2 separate regions of the Arachis hypogaea genome follow, and region 1 is linked to region 2. A link is a contact called in public Hi-C data. All regions are on one chromosome and are shown on one strand. The core of a region is the stretch at or near the end of the contact, and the rest is flanking DNA. Distances in the headings are between cores, read along the strand shown.

Region 1 (5,162 bases), core at 205-2,704, 130 kb before region 2:
AAATTAGGAAAATAATATAATAAACATGGTTTAAATGTTCTTTTTGCTTCAAGTACAGATATAGTTAAGGATCCTCTATTACCCCAGAAACCATCAAACGAAAACATCCTAAGAGTACCCTAAAAGCTACCTGACTGAGCCTTAGACCCCAGCCTATCGCAGTATCGCTTCCAAACCCCTCATCATACTTAATGAGCTTTCAACTATCCTAATTTCTACCTGTAACCAATTCCACATTTTACAAATTTGAGAAATCCTAATCGCTCCAATGTCTAGCATTAGACGGTTCATGTAATATTTTTCAAGTTACATTTGGTGGTGGCTGACTGTGTGTTAAGCATGGACAATAAAATAAATAGGAAATAAGGATGATATTAAAAATTATTTGGTCCTGTTGAATGTAGTTAAAGTAGAAGTAATGAGAATATGACATACTTATGAAAGTGAATTAGCATGTTTATTGACCAAATGTTTTTCTTAAGTTAATAATCAATCCATGATCCAATGCCTGTTCTAGGTAAATTATTATAAGTGTAAGACCCAATGGTTGAAAATTAAAATCCAAAATGACAAGACTACTAGCATATGGGACAGAACCAACCAATTCCAGTGCCCAAATTATAAAAACATATATATGAAACTGAATTCCAAGAATGGCATCGAAAATAAAGCTTGAACAGAACACAGGCACCTGATTTGCAACATATCTAGGGCTCCTTCTGAGCGTTTGGCGAGAAGATATTTCCAAAAGCGACCTGCAACTCGCACGAGACAATGCATTCAAGGTTGAAACCACGGCCAATGAAATCAAAAGAGCGGGTAAGAAAGAAATACAAAAACAAGAATAAAAATGGTGAGTTCGTTGGATTTGAAGAGGCGTACCTCCGCAACATGGCAGTGAGGCGTGGGTGGCTCTGAGAGGATTGAAAACGAGAATGCGCCCCAGGTATACGAGGAAATGACTGAACCAGATTAGAGGAGCTGGGTTAGATGAGTCTGGAAAGGGCGTTGAATTGGAGATCGATAAGAGTGTGTTTGTGGATTGATTGATTGATTGGCGATTGCCGTGTTCCTCTACTACTGCAGTCTGCTGTCGATTCTTACTGCAACCGGAATAGGAATACAACACAATTTTGCAGTTTTCCCCCAAACTTTTCAGGTGCTTATTATGTGATTTTAATAGAGCTAAGTCTCAGAGTGGTCCCTGAAGTTACACTCGCGTTTTCTAGTAGTCCCTAAAATTATTAATTATCCAAATTGGTACCTGAAGTTAAACGCCGGAACTCAGTGTTGTCCTTCCGGCACATTTCCTCCAGGTGGCGTCATCGGAAAGCTGATGTGGCTAATTTGGTGACACGCGGGCAAGGCTAACGGCTAGCTGAGGTGGAAGAACGAATTTTATTGACTCAATTTGGTCCCTAATTCGAAGTTTAAAATCCCTAATTCCCAAATCTGAAGATCAACCTCCAGTGCCCTTCTCTTCTCTTCTGGTCTCTTCCGTTGGTTTCTCTGCAGCATCTTGATACCCAGACGACAATGGCTAGCGCGAGCAATGCTGCTGGAAGTTCGAACAACCCACGATCGTTTGGAAGCATCATGAGAAGAATGAACAGGAATAGGGATTCGCGTTTGCCAGAATGGTGCAGATGCGGTTTGAGACCAGTGCTGCGATGGTCAATGACGGATTCTAATCCAGGGAGACCCTTCGTGGGTTGTCCAAACTACAATGTAAGTGGTTGTTGTTGTTGTTGTTTGCTGTAATTTTGGATATAAATTTGGTTGATTCTTTTACCTTGGTGCAGACTGTAGGCAAGAAGTGGTGTGGTTTGTTTATGTGGATTGATAAAATTCTTGAAGAAGATGTGATCACATGTGATGGTAGAGCAAGCCCTTCAATTGACAATGAAGAATGGAAGATGAAGTTTGCTTGGAAACTTGGAAGATTAGAGTCTGAAGTTAGGGTTCTAAAAGTGGGTGGAGTTTTGGTGTTTGTATTTATGCTGCTGGTTACAGTAGCTATTCTTATCTTAAAGTTAGATAGGCAGTTTGGCCAATTGTATCTGGGAAGAAACACATGAATTATGCATGTTGTTGCTGTAGTTGTACCTGTTAGTTTGTTTAAAAGAAATAAAAATTAAAGTGATTGAGACTAGTGTGCTTGCATATGTTGTCAATAAAATAGGAGTTTATAGTGTTTGGAAAGCATCTTAATTGCATATGAGAGTGCAAAATAAAACCAAAAATCTGTCACAGATCTCTTCAAGAAAGTCATAATTCATATTTCATATTGTAGTGATTACATCCAAAATAAGGCATTATAAAGCCAGAACAATAGTCACCAACTATATCAGAGTTTTCAAAACATAAGTGTCATAAGTTTTCAATCTCCAACACTGGAATTGTAAGCAAGAAAGCATACACAGTACATTACTTCAGCAAAACAGAGAAATAAAGACACCATACTGTCCCTAAATACAAAAAACTAAGTCACTAATTCTTGGTTCTGGGTGGCTTGAATCCCGGATTAGGCACAAATCGCATTGCTGGTAGATCCGTTGCTGTTTCAGTGCTTGCAGGCTGACTGCTTGTTGGGAGAGTGCTTGCAGATGGAGTGATTGCAGATGGAGTACTTGCAGATGGAGGAGATGGAATGCTTGCAGATGGGGTGCTGGATGGTTGGGTGGTAGCACTGGGTGTGGACAACTTTCTCTTAGGAGGCAGTTTGGATGGCCGAACAGCAGGTTGTTGCACCTATGTATGAAACACCAAAAATTTAAAGTGACTAAGAAAAATTAATGTATGACCACAATACATGTATATATATGGGTAAATAATATTATCCACCTGTTGCGAGTCATCAGTTTCTGACATAATAGGCTGACTAAGATCAACCTGAATCTCAACCTGATCCTGTGACACAGCTGGGGCATCACCACCATTTACAGCAGCAGTTGGAGCAGAATTGTTGACCTCACCTCCATTAGCATTAGAATTAGCAGCAGCAGCAGCCGCCGCCACAGCAGCTGATTCTTCATCAACGGCCCTCTTATGACAGTTCCTCTTTGTGTGACCAGATTCACCACAATAGCGACAATGTCCTTTTTTATGAACTCTTTTCATTGAGGTCTTCTGCTTCTTGCCTTTACTTGACTCCTCATCAGCATCCTTTCTTCTTTTCTTCTTGATTGGCCCTGGCTTCTTCTTGAACTTTGGTGCTTGAGGTCTATTATAAGGTGATTTTTCCCACAGTGCCTGGCCAGGAATTGGATTTATATGGAAGTCATAGGTGTTGTTGTATGCTTCCATGGTCAACCAGCTATGACAGAATTCATCTGGCCTTCTACCAGCCCTGGCCAAAGCGGCACATGCATGCACACATGGCATCCCTACATAGAACATCACAGCCATACATAAACATAATTCGAACTGCAAATCGAAGATAAAAAAATTAAAAAATATGCATAAAAAATTCATACCACTTAGTTGCCAAAAACCACAGGTGCATGATCTCTTGCCTAAGTCCACAGCCATATTTGTAGGCCACTCATGAACTTCAAATATTTCGTAATCTGCATCACCAGACCACATGGGAACCCATTTTTTTTATTCCTTTCTTATCTTTTCCAACCTACTTCTCTGTATTGGAGGTAGAATCCCGTCATTGTTCCTCAACTTCACCTTGTTCCTGGCTATAGATCTCATGATGTACATCCTGACCTCCTCCAGCAGTGTGATAATAGGCTTGGCTCTAGGGTCCTTGATCCGCGAGTTGAAAACCTCACATGCATTATTGCAGATATTGTCCATTTTTGGTGCAATGCTGAAGAATGCCCTGCTGCATGAATTCTTTGGCCATTTGCATAGATAACTCCAAGCATCCTTATTTAGCTTTTCCAATTTTTTCATCCCTTCCACAAATCCCTCTTGAGTCGTAGACCTTGCACACTCCCAAAGCAAACCTCTAAGCTGATTATCCTTCCACTGTTTGTTGAAGTTCCTCCATAAATGCCATACACAGAATCTGTGATGGACATTTGGGAACACATCCTGAACTGCATGAATTAGACCCTGCAAAAGCCAGTCACAAAGTTTCAAATCGAGCCTCAAAATGGTCCCTAATGTTATTTTAATGAACTCATAGTGGTCCCTAAAGTTGTGTAAGTGACATCAACTTGGTCCTTAGCTTAGCTGAGTACACAGAGACTACCCCCTATAATGCAACCATCAACTATGCAGCATTCAACAATTACTCAATCTAAGTAAACAGATTTGTATTTATAAACCAGCAGATATTCAATTCAACAATTATTTAATTCACACAACAATGTCCTTAGCTTAGCTGAGTACATAGATACTACCCCCTATAATGCAACCATCAACTATGCAGCATTCAACAATTACTCAATCTAAGTAAACATATTTGTATTTATAAACCAGCAGATATTCAATTCATCAATTATTTAATTTACACAACAATTATTCAATTTATACTACTATTATTCACTACTAAGCAACAGGTATATCTAAGAATGACAACTGTTAGTTAGGATAACTAGCAATAGATATGCATACCTTTTGCATGTCTGAAATAAAACACCAACCATGTTGCTTGTAGTCACCCAAGTCTTGGTGCAGCAATTCCAGAAACCATCGCCAATTCTCCGTGTTTTCGATGGACACTATTGCATAAGCAATCACATAAATGTGATTGTTTGCGTCTTGACCAATTGCAGAGAGGATTTGACCACCATGTTTTGTTTTTAGAAATGCTCCATCCAACCCTATAAGTGGTCTGCAGCCAGCCTTGAACCCTCTTCTACACCCATCAAGGCAAATGTACATCCTATCAAAGGTTGGATCTTCATCAGGATTGGGATGAGGTGTAACCCCAATACTCACAGTGGAGCCAGGATTAGTTTTCAGTAATGTCAACCCGTAATCCCTAACCATACCATACTGGGCAGCAGCATCTCCATAAACTATGGCCCTAGCATCCCCTAGAGCCCTTGTCAGTGAAGACTTGTTGAGGTCCAAGTCGCACTTGCTCTTAAAGTACTGGGCAGCTTCACAATGTCTAAGGTTGGGATATTTTCTTAATTTCCTAACCAGTTTGAACCCAGCCACTTCCTGTTAGCTAGCCTGTTCTTAGTCTCTCTAGGACA
Region 2 (4,476 bases), core at 1,571-4,070:
GTTTTCATTTTAGCATAAATGACCTTACTGATTTATGTTTATGGTTCCAAACATTAACTAGTATTATTTGTTTCTGTTTTTGTGTCCCTCTGTATCTTTTGGATTTAGCTTTGTTGTCATACCATTAGATATAGTGTTCCGGCTCTTTCCTAGCCTAAGTTGTGTTGCTTTGATCTATGGCAGTTCCACCATCACAAAGGGCACCAACTAATTCCCTCAGGATTGATCAATTCCTACGCCCTTTTACTCTAAAAGCGGTGCAAGAACTTCTTGGTAAAACTGGGAATGTTGTCAGTTTCTGGATGGACCAAATAAAGACCCATTGCTATGTCACTGTAAGATTTTATTCATAATCATACTCATCTTCCTGACATGGAGGTTCCCTTGCGATGTTATGGTTATTAGTCATCATATAAATGTAATCAATATTTTGTGTTGTGATGTAGTACTCATCTGTTGAAGAAGCCACTGAGACACGCAATGCTGTGTATAATCTGCAATGGCCTCCAAATGGTGGACGCCTTTTGGTTGCGGAGTATGTCGATCCGCAAGAAGTGAAAATGAAGTTAGAACCTCCTCCTGTTCCGGTTGCCTCTGTCAATGATGGTTCAGCAGTTCCTCCCGTAACACCGACACCCATTTCCTTACAGCCAGAGCCTGCCGTTCGTCGCTGCAGAGAGCAGCCACCTGCTCCAACCTTCCCTCCTCCACCAACACCACAGTCAAAAACCCCTCCAGCAGCAAGAGAACAGCTACCACCCCCACCACCCCTTCCAGAGGATGTTGACCAACCTATGGTCACACTGGATGATCTGTTTCGCAAAACCAGAGCAACTCCTCGAATTTACTATCTACCTTTATCTGAAGAGAAAGTTGCAGCAAAACTTGCGGCACGGGGCAGAAGCATCAAGAAGTAGGGATTTAGTGCAATGATTCTTCGCTGTCAGCTTTTATGATTTTTTTTTATTTCTTACCATTTTTTTAGTTAACATGTGTTTCGTAAATGCTCATCTTGGAACTGTAGGTATGTTGTTGTTGTTATACCAATGGTAAGTATATGGTAATTTATATTTGAATGGGTTGAAACTCGAAACCTAAATTTGTCCAAATGTCACACTAATGAACTTTGTAAGGTATCCTTGGCCAAATCGAATGAACTTCCATAAGAATTTGCTTTGCTTTTTCCTTGGAATTGAATTTTGAATAATTACCTGAATGCATTAATTGTGTGCTTGGACTTGGGAAAGATTATTTACGTCAGGAAATTTGGAACAGGCGAATCTGATAAACATAGAATTATGTAGCCTTAGCCCTTATCATACATACAGCAAGAGGTCACTCACAAAATTACTAGTACTTTGTAGTGTTATATTTGGTAGCGACGAATAAGATACTTTTGTAAAGCTATATTCATGAAATTTTGCCTTTTTTCCTCATATCTTCTTTTGATGTGTAAATATTTTCAAAATGTTCTACTTTGATCGTTGTAAAATTTTTAGTTTAGAATAGGTTTAAACATTTGAAAATATTTGGCTTAGTCCCCAAAGGACTTTGTTAAAAAAGATATTGTCGTTAATATAAAACCAAAAAAATGAAAAAAAAGAATTAAGAGAAAACAAAGAGAAATGATTAAGAGCGTGTTTGGTAAATGGCCAAATGCGTTGGAAGCATATTCAATTTTTTTGAACGTCACTATTTTTGTTTGGCCACCTTTTTTTTTTTTTTTTCTAAACCCGAACATGATTTTAGGTTTAAACTCGTATCGTTTAGCTTTTGCGTTGAATTGATAGATTGGAAAATTTATTTTTTTTACTAATTTTGTTATTCAATTTCATTTATAATAAGAAATACCAAAAAATAATTATCAGAATTCTTGAATTTTTTTATGGCTATGCTTTACAAATAAGTAAGTTTTAATATTATTATTAGTACTCTTTATTAAGTTTTGTTTTTTATCAATTATTTATTTATTTTTTTAATAATATGGATATTTTTGTTTAGAACTTTTTTGATGTTGACTGATGTATATTATTATATTTTTTTAATAGAATTTTTAGTACTTATTGTTTATATAAATTTTTTAATCATTTTTATTAATACATATTTTTTGTTTGACTTTGTAGTTTTTTACTATGTGTTTTAAAATTAGTATATATTTTCTTTATTATTGTTAATTTCTATGATATGAATTCCATTAGAAAAATATAATTAAATACAAAAAAAATACTAAAGAGGAGTACTAAAAAATTATAACCAAGAGTACTAAATTTTAACACATAAATTTAAATTATTTTAAAAAAAATTATAGTCAAAAAGCATTAAAATAATATAGCTTTGAATAATATAAATTTATATCTTTTTTAATAATTTTTGTATAAACGTAATTTTAAATAATATTTATTTATTATAATTTATTTTGATAAAAAATCACAAATATAAATCACATTAATACCAATTCATTTTTTTATTAAAATTAAATTTATAAAATTAATTTTATATAAGAAATAATTGTTTTTTTAATTCCTGCTAATTAAATTGTTTAATTTTACACGCAATAGTATTTATGTTTGATTGTCTCGTAGAAGAAAAATCCATATTAAGAAAACGAATAGGTTGACCTGGTAATAAACAAAGAAATTAGTCAGATTAATAATTAATGATCAAAGAGAATTTGACTGTATTTGTATCCATTCATCGTTGTTTATTGAAAAAGAAAAAGCTTATTATAAAACTTATGATAATTGTCTTTTTTTTTATTTATATTTTTAAATTAATGAATTTAATAAAAAATACATATATTTTTCTTTTATCTTTCCATCGGATTGAAGAAGAAACGTTCCTGATTTCTGGTGATAGAGGAAAATGGTTGATTTTGTAGGAAGAGTCGGTGATTTTAGATGAGTGCGTATCTAAGTACTCTGAACTAAGGTGCGCCGTTTTAAGACAAACTTGTTCCACAGTTTGCGCCAAATGGACAAAACATAAATCCTAAAAACGTAAACATTTTTCTTCTTTTTAAATAAATAAAACACACTCTTCTCTTCTCTTCTCTTCTATTCTTTTAAGGCACATTCCTTCCTTCCCTGCCTCCCTCCCTGCTTCCTTCATTCACTCTCAAGAGTCAAGCCTTCACCTTTTACGCCGCGTTACAACCTCTTCGGATTCATTTTGCATTGCTGCTCTTGCTTGGTATCTCAGCTCAATTCCTCTTTCTTCCCCTTATTCTGCATTTACTCAATTCTTCATATGAACCGTTTCATTTGGATTTAATTCTCCACTCTTGCTTTAGCTCAATTTGAATCTCTTTTCTTATTGCTTCCGTTTTTTTCAAACTTGCTTCTGCTTTTGTTTCTTCCACTTTTCAGTTTCCCCCCATTTTGGGTTTTTCAATTTTAATTCTGTTTTAGGGTTTTAGTGTTTTTAAATTTTTAAATTTTCGCCTTTATATTCGTTAAATTGGTTTTTGTTTCTAGGGTTTCGTTTAATGTCATTTTTCTTTTTTGTACCGCAGGTTGGTTAGCAGGGGAGCTATGAATAGCGTCTTCAGCGAGCAGATACTCGCTGACAAGCTGTCCAAGCTTAACAGCACCCAGCAATGTATTGAAAGTATCCTTTTTTTTCTTCTTTCATTGTGCTTGGTTGATGTTTCTTGATTGAATTCGCTTTTCAACCATATGAATTCTGAATTACTTTGCCAAGTCAGATTTGAATTTTGCGGTTTACGGAGAATATCATGACTGTATGACTCTTTCTGGATGAGTTCTTGTGTGGGGAAACTGCAAGTAGAAAGCTATGGAAAGTATTATTTAAAATGTAGATTTGTTTCAATGTTTCGTGTTATCTATATGTAACTAGAAGTTAATGAACGTTCCAATTTTAATTTTGCAATCACTGTATCGATGGATATTCACTTCTTTTTATATATTTATGAAGCTCTCAGTTTTGCATCAGCTTTGTTAAGTTGAATTAAGTCCATTCTGGTTTTGGGGCATTGAAAAATTTGATCTTGAATTTTCTGACGGCATCTATATTCTTCTTGCCCATATATATTTAATCATGTTCCTTTTTTGGCTTGTGTATTTTCTATTTAGGACCTGCACTCTAGTGACACAGTTGTTTCCTGAAAAGGGTAAAGCGCTGCAGCATCCCTAGTTTATGGAAGATTTATCTTTGTTCCTATATACCTATATAATAATTGTTGCCATACTTATTTCAGTTTTAAGATCAACATCAACATGTAAGTGCTTGGTGGTGTAACTTGGAGTGAGTGTTTGAATTAGTGTTTTTCATGGCTTTTCTTTTTGTCTTGCGAAGGTCAATTTAACCGCATATTTAGATTCAGTTAGTTCTATGAAGTACATGTTTTGGTTATAGGTTCAAGATAATTTGTTATCATTAACTCCATCTATAGCTTTATCACATTGGTGTATATTTCACCGGAGCAAAGCAGAACTGGTTGTAGAAACATGGAATAAA

What was found. Hi-C and Micro-C count contacts between places; a contact is called where the count stands out from the background.
Region 1: a contact with region 2 is called in a Hi-C map of leaf, with 3 times the contacts expected there. The contact joins the promoter of LOC112733278 here to the promoter of LOC112733273 in region 2. A contact is called at or near these places in 2 of 8 Hi-C or Micro-C datasets (leaf and an unstated tissue).

Annotation. Positions count from the first base shown.
Region 1 is chr13:127,329,188-127,334,349 of arahy.Tifrunner.gnm2.J5K5, reverse strand. LOC112733278 (MICOS complex subunit MIC60, mitochondrial) reads right to left here and starts at 1,454. Exons shown (of 12, transcript XM_025782188.3): 1 at 883-1,454; 2 at 692-755. The coding sequence starts at 893.
Region 2 is chr13:127,202,152-127,206,627 of arahy.Tifrunner.gnm2.J5K5, reverse strand. It overlaps LOC112733273, which reads left to right and starts at 2,820. Exons shown (of 8, transcript XM_025782176.3): 1 at 2,820-3,189; 2 at 3,512-3,606; 3 at 4,412-4,476. The coding sequence starts at 3,531. LOC112733274 reads left to right here. Exons shown (of 6, transcript XM_025782177.3): 5 at 184-335; 6 at 447-1,169. The coding sequence ends at 917.